Regions from separate parts of the Gossypium hirsutum genome. Here region 2 is linked to region 1. A link is a contact called in public Hi-C data. All regions are on one chromosome and are shown on one strand. Each heading gives the region's core, a stretch centred on a gene start, on an enhancer-like site or on the middle of the called end of the contact. The rest is flanking DNA. Distances are from core to core; before and after follow the strand shown. Region 1 has its middle 17 kb from the start of LOC107893671. Region 2 has its middle 6.4 kb from the start of LOC121212459.

What was found. A called contact is a pair of places that touch in the nucleus more often than the background predicts.
Region 2: a Hi-C map of leaf shows a contact between it and region 1, with 1.9 times the contacts expected there. The contact joins two enhancer-like sites. A contact is called at or near these places in 6 of 34 Hi-C or Micro-C datasets (fibers and leaf).

Annotation. Positions count from the first base shown.
Region 1 is chrA13:22,220,064-22,225,161 of Gossypium_hirsutum_v2.1, forward strand. No RefSeq gene overlaps it. Among protein-coding and RNA genes, the nearest start is that of LOC107893671, 17 kb to the left of the region's middle. Within about 2 kb of position 1,553, at least 9 of the 9 cell types and tissues checked have an H3K27ac peak or open chromatin away from gene starts, as enhancers often do. A contact at or near this core is called in leaf, where this site is marked.
Region 2 is chrA13:22,304,613-22,310,065 of Gossypium_hirsutum_v2.1, forward strand. No RefSeq gene overlaps it. Among protein-coding and RNA genes, the nearest start is that of LOC121212459, 6.4 kb to the left of the region's middle. Within about 2 kb of position 2,084, at least 3 of the 9 cell types and tissues checked have an H3K27ac peak or open chromatin away from gene starts, as enhancers often do. A contact at or near this core is called in leaf, where this site is marked.

The DNA of each region.
Region 1 (5,098 bases), core at 303-2,802:
TTGAGTCTTAGAGAGCTGATGCATTAACTGCCTCTTCCTCTGATTAATATGGCCATAAACACATTTGTTCCAGTTTTTAAGCTTATCCGTTAAACGTACAATTGCACTAGTCATGTTACCATCAAAACACCAATTTTCCTTAACAAACTCAGAGAAATTTTGGTGGTGAAGGCAACCAGCTAAAAAACGGAAGGGACGATTAACACCAAGTCTATCGTTTTTAAAAAGGTTAAATAGAAGGGGGCGGTGATCTGACTTAATTCGAGGCAGATGGGACACCGAACAATTGGGAAATAATTCCATCCAAGAGTCATTGCCCACAGCCCTGTCCAATCTCTCAGAAAGATTACCCCGATGCTAAGTGAACGAAGGACCTTGGAAACCCAAATCATGCAGCTGAGCTCTATCCATAAAATTTCCAAATAACTGACACCTGCGACCTTTGATATGACCTCTTTTCTTATCATCGGAAGAGAGAATGGCATTAAAATCTCCAATTGCCATCCAATGATCCTTTCCAATGGGAATTGAGCAGCTAAGATCATTCCACAAGACCTTCCTTCGCATTTTATCAGGGCTCCCATAAACGAAAGCAACCAAAATCGGCTTAGGAATTAATATAGAATAGATACGGGCCAAAATAAATTGAGTGTGGTTACCTACCACCTTTAAATCAATCGAATCTTTCCATCCAATCCAGATACCTCCAGAGAAGCTTACGGCTTCCACACGGTGAGACTTATCCTAGCCCAACTTTGTAATAATTTTGTCAGCTTTGTTTCCACTAATTCTTGGCTCAAGTAAACTAATGATATTAGGCTTATGCTGATTATTGTACTCACGAAAAGCTCGTAAAAACTTATCTGATGCACATCCCTGTACATTCTAAGATAAAATAGACAAATTCATAATAAAATAAAAGATAAAAGAAAGACAAACTTATCTTATTGATGAACAGAATGAGGGAACTCTACTTCCTTGCCAGACTTCTCTGTTAAATCCATGACTGATTTCCCATCAATTTCTGAAGCGATAAGTTCCGCTGCTCTCTTCATAGAATCTGCAAAAGGAACACGAATATTCTCAGAATATTTAAAATAACTCCCTGGTCCTTTTAAAGTTTTATTCAGCTTCCATCCTCTTTTGGAACCAGTCCCTTTAGTATACTGGCCCTTAAAAACCTTTTTGGATAAATTAATTTCGGTCGAATGTCTGCCCCTCAATTGCTCAGTCGTATTCTCTGTAGGACTTCTATTAGAAAACACGGCTGCCGAGTGATTTTTGGCATCCAAAACACCTTCCTTCACGTCCACATTGACAAAAGAGGTCTCCTCGAAAGCAGGGTTGAAATGCACAATATGGTTCACTGGATTTAATGTCCTATTGTTAGCGTCATTGATTATCGAGGGGATATCCGAAGTACTTAAAGCTTTGGCAGAAACTGTAGCAGCTATGTTCGAATTTTGGGCCTCCTGCTGTAACCCACCACAACCATTACTATCCGTCTGGTCTTTATCGGTCGAAGAGGACAAATTCAAAACCATCTTGGACATTTGTTGATCCTGGCCCATAGAAGGCTGACTCGTGGTCTGAAACACAGAACGGGTAGTGGGCTGGAGGGCACGTGCCTGCCCTTTAAAAGAACTATCCACCGACACACCTGAATTGACACTCTTCGAAACATTAGCAACAGATTTCCTGCCCGTTGGTGTCATAATTAGAGAAGCATTTAAGGGAGCTTTCCCTTTATTCTTCAGATTTGATTGTGGTTCCTTAATTATTTCTTCTACCGAAGGCACCTCCTCCAAATCTGCAAGAGATTGGAACCGTGATCCCAGATTTTTCTCTCCTTTCAAATTATTGCCTTTTTTAGAAACCTCCAGATTGCCGCGCTTGGACTTTCTCTCCACCAGCATCCAAGGCCCGTAAGCTTCTTCTCCGGCCACCACATTAGTACTCGAATCATGGCCCGACGACTCACCCTTCTCATTTTCCCCTGATCTTTGTGTGATCATTGAACAGGATTCTTTAGTGTGACCATAACAACCACAATTAAAACATACCACAGGTAAGTTTTCATACTCAATCCTCTGAGGGTTACCATTAATAAAGATTTTAGAGACTAACGGCCGTCCCAGATTGACAAGCACTGCCATACGAGCATAACGACCCCTTGCTCTACTATCCGTGTTCGTATCCAATTTGGTGACTTTCCCTATCAAGCCTCCTATCTCTATAAGTATCTGTTTTTTATAAAAATGACTAGGTAACCCAGGAAAGCGAATCCAAGTAAGGACCTAATTTGGGTAGGGCAAATTGGGATTGAAATCAATCGTCTAAGGCTGGACCGTAAGATAATGACCGAAAATAACCCACGGTCCCTGAGAAAGAATTTTGTTGTAATCTGCAGTAGTCTCAAATTTTGCAAGATAGTAGCCATTTTCTGTATCCATTAATTGAAAAGGCTTAGCCGGCTTCCATATTCCATATAATCTATTTTGCAGGGTCGTAATTCCAAGGTTCCTTCCCAGCATCTTAAGAACCACCGAGGTTGACATTTCCTTTTCCAGAAGTTGATAGACTCTCTCCGAGAAATCAATTGAGGGAACTCCATCAATACAATATTTCTTGACATCCTGCTTTGTAAGGGCGAAACTATCTGCAGAGCACTGGTCCTCAGACGTGTTATTTAGATCTAAAGTTTCCTTCCCCACTAACATATCCTTCCAAGACAACGAAGGCTCTGGTAGTGGATCTACCACCATAACATCATCAGAAGACACATCCGATTCCTTAAATCTGACCTTCTTAGTATTAGAATCATCAAGGAAAGGGATATCCTCTCTGATCTTGTTTGCACTTTCAACCACAGAAGACGACAGCATTCTTACCAAAAAAAAAAAACTTTTAATTGATACAAATACGTTAAATCATATATATTTTAAAACTTTTTTAAAGCAATATATATATATATACTTTAGTATGATAAATTTGAATCATTAATTAACTTATTTATGTCTCAAAATTATTATTTTAGAAAATTTTAAATTTTAAATTTTAACTTTCTTTACATATTCTTTAGAATTTTTTTTATAAATTTTGGATTTTTTATAAATATTTTGAATTTTGAAAATTATTTGAATTCTTTTTTTGTAATTTTTATTGGGAGAGATTAATTTGTTCATTTTTAAATTTGACAGGGACCAAAAGAGTATTTATATCAATATGTTATTCGAATTGTAAAATTCAACTCGATTCAAACTTGAAACTCAAATTACTTATTTGAGTTCACTCGAAAAAATCGAATAACTTAATTCGATTAACTCAAAATTCAAATTTTTTATGATTTTTTCAAAACCCATCGAGTTTTGCTTACCCCTAACAATGAGAAGGTAAACAATTATATCATAGAAATGCAGTGATTAAAACATGAAATTTTACTTTTATTTCAAGGAATTTAATTTCATTATTTTAAGATTAAAAAATACAAGTTTAATTACTAATATCGTTAAAATTATTCTGTTAAATTTAGGTTTATTATAATGTTAATTTTTTGTTACGTGACTACTAAGTGAATATTCTTTTTTTTAAGATGTCACATTAGGAAATTTAATAAAAAAGGTTAATAATTAAATCCAAATTTTAAAATCGAAAAAGTAAAGGACTAAATTCTTAAAAATAGAAGTAAAATGATTAAATATCAAATATACAAAGAATACATGGAGTTGGAATATATTTTAACCAAATATAATTCCCAAATTATTGGAGAGCATTAGCCACTATAGCTTAATTCATGGCCGTAATCAATAGAGTTTTTTTGCCTGAATCTTTGGACTAGATTTGCTCCACTGCAATATTGTATTTTAACTCTTTTTAACTGCCTTAAATTGGTAGATTACCTAACTAGCTTATGATCCTTTAAAACAGACAAAAGATTTCCAACAACAACTACCCATTGGATTCGGTGAAGAACACTTTGAAAAACTCCTGGTCTGTAATAATTACGTTAAGAGGGTTCCAAAGATATATATAACTACATTTTCTTCTCATCAATTGAAGAAAGGGTAACAGACCAACATGAAGTAAAGAATAGGGTTAAATTTTAAATTGGTTCATGAACTTCAAAATGTTTTGTATGTGTCCTCAAATTACCAATATTGTATCAATCAAGTCTTTCTATCAACTTACTAGCCAATTTAAACCTTAAATGCTAGTTTGAATCCGATGTGGCGTATTTGGAAGAATCGAAACCTGTTCATCTTCCAAGATACTATTTGGAGTGCTGATGAAATTATTAAAATCTCTTATAGCTGGGCGAAATAATATTTATCCTCTTTACAGTTCTCATTCCATAAAGCACGAAGTCATCTTCACAATTGGCCCTTACCTAACAGCTGGGTGTGTTTGAGCACTGATAGTTCGATAAGATTTGACATGTCTTTTAACGGTTAAATTAATGATTTTAATAATGGAAGGACATGATTTATATAGCATCGATAGTTTGAGGATGTATTAGAATATTTTGAAGTTTAGGGCCCAATTTAGAATGAATGTCATAGTTTGGAGATGTCAGGTGAAATTTGGAGATCAATTTAAAATCTTGGTCATAATTTAAGGGTTGTGATGCAATTAACCTTAAATTTTTTTTATTTTTTTTAAAAGAGAGGTTGCTGAGGGATTTTGTGTTTATGGCTCAATGAGCACCGTTTGATAATTGGGTCATCATTGTACAAACCTTAGGATTACTGTTGCGAATGTGCCTGCCGACACCATGAATGTTGCTCAGGGATTTTCCATAGAATCACACCTTTTTTTTTTCTCCAGCACATCCTTTCCCTTTTCACACTCGGGCAATTTATTTTAAAGTTTACATTGATCTTTAATAAGATACATGCATGTTATGGTGTCTAAAATTATTGGCGTAGGGTTTTACTTTGAATTTTAAATTAACTAAGAAAAAAGTAAAAAGTAAATCAACAGAACCTATCCTACTATCACCATGATTACAAAAATTGGAACATTTTTTAATTTAAAATGCAGAACGAGGGTTAAATACAAGAAACCCAGATTTTTCATTGCTTCACTTTTCTTTTTTTGC
Region 2 (5,453 bases), core at 834-3,333, 85 kb after region 1:
CTTTGGCAAAGATGGCGTTGAATCAAGGTGGAAATTGTTAGAGTTGTGTGATCCAAATTCTAATATTTTTTTTTCTAGAAGATTTAGTATTTATTAGATATTTAGCATTTATTAGTATAGTTTATTTGACTTGCTATTTTTCCTATAAATAGGGTCTTTTACAACCTTAGAAAATACACCCATTAGATATTAGAACCATAACACATTTAGAGAATTTTGTGTTTACGTTTTGAGGGCTCTTTGTTTTCGGGTTTTCGGGGTTTAGTTTTTATCTCCATTTTTGTACTCTTCGTTCTTTTGCCAATATAGTATAATTATCTTTACCCGTGATTTTTTTATTCTCTTTGGAGGAGTTTTTCCATATTAAATTTGTGTGTTCAATTTCTCAATTTATTCTGTTATTTTTACTTGTTCGTTGCTTAAATCAGGTGGATCCTAACATCACCCTTATTATTATTGTTATTATTATTATTTGTATATCATATGTTTGGGATTTACTAACTATATTTCTTTTTTTAATTTTTATTTTAAAGAAGATTTTAATTTTAAAAAATATTCACTCTTAATGTTGGGGTGTTAAATTTTATCAATACTTCAATCACGATACAAGAACTCTCATATAAATAGAGTTTAAAAAACCCCACAAATTCATTAATACTAACTCCTACACAAAAATATTAAAATTAGTGGAATTATTTAATTTGACGATTACATAATCCAATTAAGATTAAGTAGACCACCAAAATTACATCAAAAACATTCTTTTAAAATAGTACATCACTTGGGCATTCAAATACAAATTATAAGGTTCGATATTATAACCTCCAACATGGAAAAGGCCCGCCACTATCAGAGTTGGTGGAACATTTTACATCAGTTTGTTTGGAGAAATATATAAACTTAGCTTAGCTGGGAGCTAGCTGAACAAATCAAATCATACTAAATTATGAACATGTTAATGATGGCAGGTTGGAAACCAAAGAAAAGAAAAACCCTAATTATTTTGCTGTCCTTCAAAGAATTGTGGATTTGATGAGTATTATTTTTTAAACAATTGTGCATACAATTACATCTAAAATGTTAAACAACTTTGATTTTAAGGAAATTCTTTTGCCTACTTAATTACTTATTCTTTCGATTTTTCTCTAATTTAAGAAGTTAATTACGACTATCCAAAGTTGATGGTACAATGCCTAGATGCTTACTTAATCATTAATGTTATAACCACAATGCAATAATAAGCTATCATTATAGTATCTATATGCCCAAGTTGAGTAGAGAAAACAAATTTCCTTTTAGAGGGAAAAGAAAAAAGCATAATTTCTCATAAGGTGAAAAAAATTTCTTTTGTACCTAACAAAGAGCACAATCCTGTTGTCTGCCATATGTAGCCAATAATTTCAACTTGTAGTATATTGTTTCCCTTGTGATTTAAACACTAATCACCTAGCTAATTATTTGTCTAATTACCATAATCTCTTAATTTCTATATATGAAACCAACAATATGTATTTGATATTAATGACCAAACTAGTCTAATCCAATCCATGATTAAGTTGGAAAATTCCATTGGAATAATCTCAAGTTATTATTTTTTTTAGGTTTTATGTCTCAATCAAGTTTTTTATTTTCATAACAATGTTTCGTATGGAAATGAATAAATGCCTATTTGGAAGAGTTGAACTTTATGACTTGATTCTCTTGCAAGTTGGATGTGAGTAGTGTCTACTTAGAAAAATTTAACATTGATCTAAATTAATGTAGTTAGACGATTTATAAAATGTAGGTTTAGAAATTGCGATGATTTAAAATTAAATTATATTATATTTTTTATTTAACATATAATTAATTTTTAATTTTTTATGATTTAAAAATTAAAAAAAAAGCAATATTAATATGTGGAAGGGGGATGTTGGAAAAACAAAACCGATAATTTAGAAAATTAAAAGGCGTTTCTCAAAAAAAGAAAAGAAAAGAAAACGGTGATGTTGAAAACCACGTGCAATGTTGTAAACAAAGAGTGGCCCAGATTAATGGGAGGCCCATTTCAGGATGAGTTGGGTTGAATGTTTGGTGCCTATCACACGATAAATTCACCCACATTTTTCACGTCTCCTATCCTATGGCTTAGCTATAAAAATAAATGGTCCAATGCCATCTAACTACGCTTTATGGCAATTTATAAAGAGAACACTACGTAACCCACACCCATGAAATAGATAGCTCTATATAGCAAAAAGGAAGATATAATAATGATATCATTAAAAGGAAACTTAATGGAGTAAATGTGGTGAATTATTATTATTATTATTTTTGAATTATAAGAGTAGGGTAAAGTCCTAACAATAACGTAATTAGCGCAATTCAAACTCAAGTCACACCTAGGGCAGTGAATATCTTGGCCATCAAGCCAACGCATAAGGTTCATGGTGAATTACTCTTTGGGATGTGATAAATAAGATAAAATATATAAAAAATAGATATACGAAAGTTTTTTAATTTCATGTTAAAAGTTTGGATTTAATATATAAAAATAAAGTGTCAAGTACAATGGTAAAATACATTATACTCTTAAGGAGAATTAAATCCTAATATAGGAAATGTAAACATGAACTTCGTAAAGATTAAACTTTATAAACTCTAAAATAGACATGATAAATACTTTAATTATACTAAAGAAAAAGTTTGGGTTTAGATTTCTCTAGTTATGGCTAGAGGTGAAGCTAAAAATATTTCTGGGGGATCGGAATTAAATTATATATTTTTATGATAATAAAAGTGCAATCTTACTATTTTAATAGTCTATATCTTTATAATTTTTAAAAAATTAAATCAAAATTTTATCATTTTTAGAAAGGTCAAGACTTCTAGCAACATCCATAACTCTATCTTGAATTATGACAATTTTTTTCTATAAAAGCGATGCAATGTAATTTGATAATATTAAATACTATAAATAAATAAAAACTAATGTTAAATCAATTTGACTTAGAACAAAATTTCTCAAAATATTTCATGCTATGAATTTATCCATTGAAAAATCTCCAAAATCTCCACCTCAGAATTAAGATTTTTAAAACCTAACCTAGAAAGATAAAAGTTAAGATACTTTGAAAAAAGGGTCATTTTCTGGCTAATTGAATCCAGCTCCACATCACAATAACTAAGGTCATCCACCCAAAACAAAAACGAAAGCTTAGAAGTGTTTTAATGACAGGCAGAGTAATGATGTTGTAAAGCACTAAAATGATCTTTAAATACAAAGCAAAACCCATTTGAAATAGTTCAGTTTAAACAACCCTAATAGCTATAAATGCAGGCTGGGACTTCTTTCCAATAAAAGAAGCAATAATCTGTTAGTATATAACACCAAGTTCTTAGGTAGGTTGCCAATTAATTGAACCAAGTTGATTATTTTTGCTTATGAATAGTCTTACATGTAGCCTATAGGGGCCAATATGTTTGCTCAACTGCTTTGAATTATATATATGTGCATTTTGATTTGGACTTCATTTCCCTTTCTCTTGTATGGCCTAAGACTGAGTTTTTTTTTCTTTCTCTTTTCAATGTGGGGTAACCAATTTGAATTCAAGCTTCATATCGGATATGTTATGTATCTCTTATCAGGTTCATTTGGGTAATTGTCAAAAACTTATCCCCATTATTTCTTTGGCCAATATGAAAAAAATTTATGCCTTTTGACTCATAAATATGATTTTTCCTTGCTTCCAAAAGCACATATACATGAATATAGATGAATTGGTGAAACATTTCTCTCTCCGTACTCAACACTTATACTTTAAATTTCACATTGATTATAAAACATTTTCATAGCTCGCACTTAAATTATAAATAACTGTTGATTTATTGATTATTTACAAAAGTTCTTTTAAAATTTCAGAATTATAGTTTAAATTTATTTATATCATAATATTTATTTTTTATTTTTTATATATAGTAATATATATTATTATTTATATATAATAGTTTATATTATATGAAAGAGAAATGTTTGCACCATAAAAGTGTCTGATTTCTTCACTATTTAAATATATTTTTTTAAAATTTCTTCATTTAAAGAAATTCATGAGAGAGGACTATAGATTAAAGTTATTTATATTATATATATAATAATATATATTATTTATGATTTTTTTATATCATAATATATATTATATTAAAATGTTTTGGCTACATAATGAAATGCATGTAATGTTTATATTACAGTTTTTATAAATCTCACATTGTCTTAGAAAACTCTTATAGTTCACACTTACACTATAAATTATAAATAAGTGTTAATTTCTTCACCATTTACATAAGTTCTTTAAAGTTTCTTTATTTGAAGAAATTTATAAGAGAGGACATATAGTTTAAATTTATTTATATATCATGTTAGAATTAAGTGACTCGAATTCTTGTTTAAATAAAATACAGTGGTAAAACAAAATAAAAGTAAAATTCCTATAAAACTACACTTCTTTTATTTTATTTTAGAATAAGGTTTTTTAAACCTTATTAAACTTCATCTATTTGATATTGATTATAATAAGGTGTTTCAATCTTACTACACTCCTATTAGAATATGATTTTACAAGCCTATAAATAGACATAGTATATTCCTCTTGTAATGATTAGAATTTGACATAGTGAATTTTCTTCTCCTCTGCCTATGGTTTTTTCCCAAAAGGGTTTCCACGTAAAATCTGTGTTCTTTATTTTTATTTCTATTTTTTTGCGATATATTGTCATTACTGACATTTTATTTATTCACAAATTGGTATCCGAGCTTCCGGATTGTTCATCTCAATCACGTAATGGCGTCTTTGAAGTATGAAATTCCGTTGTTGGATTGCAACACCAGATTCGCATTGTGGCAGAAAAAGATGCAGACAGTTCTTGCACAGATGGACTTAGAGGAAGCCCTGCTAGGGGTAGATAATATGCCTTCAACATTGATAGAGGAAGAGAAGAAGCGCAAGGATCGAAAAGCGTTAACACAGTTACATCTACATTTCTCTAACGAAATTTTACAGGATGTGATGAAGGAGAAGATCGCCGCTAGATTATGGAATAGGCTGGAACAAATATGTATGTCAAAAACTCTAACCAGCAAGTTGCATATAAAGTAGCGTCTTTATGCTCATCGTTTGGAGAAGGTGCGTCTGTGCACGAATACTTAATAGTGTTTAAAGAAATTCTCTCAAACTTGGAGGCCATGAAGGTCCAGCATGATAAGGAAGATCTAGGGTTGATTCTACTTTGTTCGTTACCCCCGTCTTATTCAACCTTTAGAGACACGATTTTATATAGCTGCAAGTCTCTCACAGTTGATGAGGTTTATGATTATTTGGCCTCGTATGATAAGATGAAGCATCTTGTGGTTAAAACTAACTCTCAGGGAGAGGGTCTTATTGTTCGTGGGAGACAAGATTGGAATGTTGATGATGATC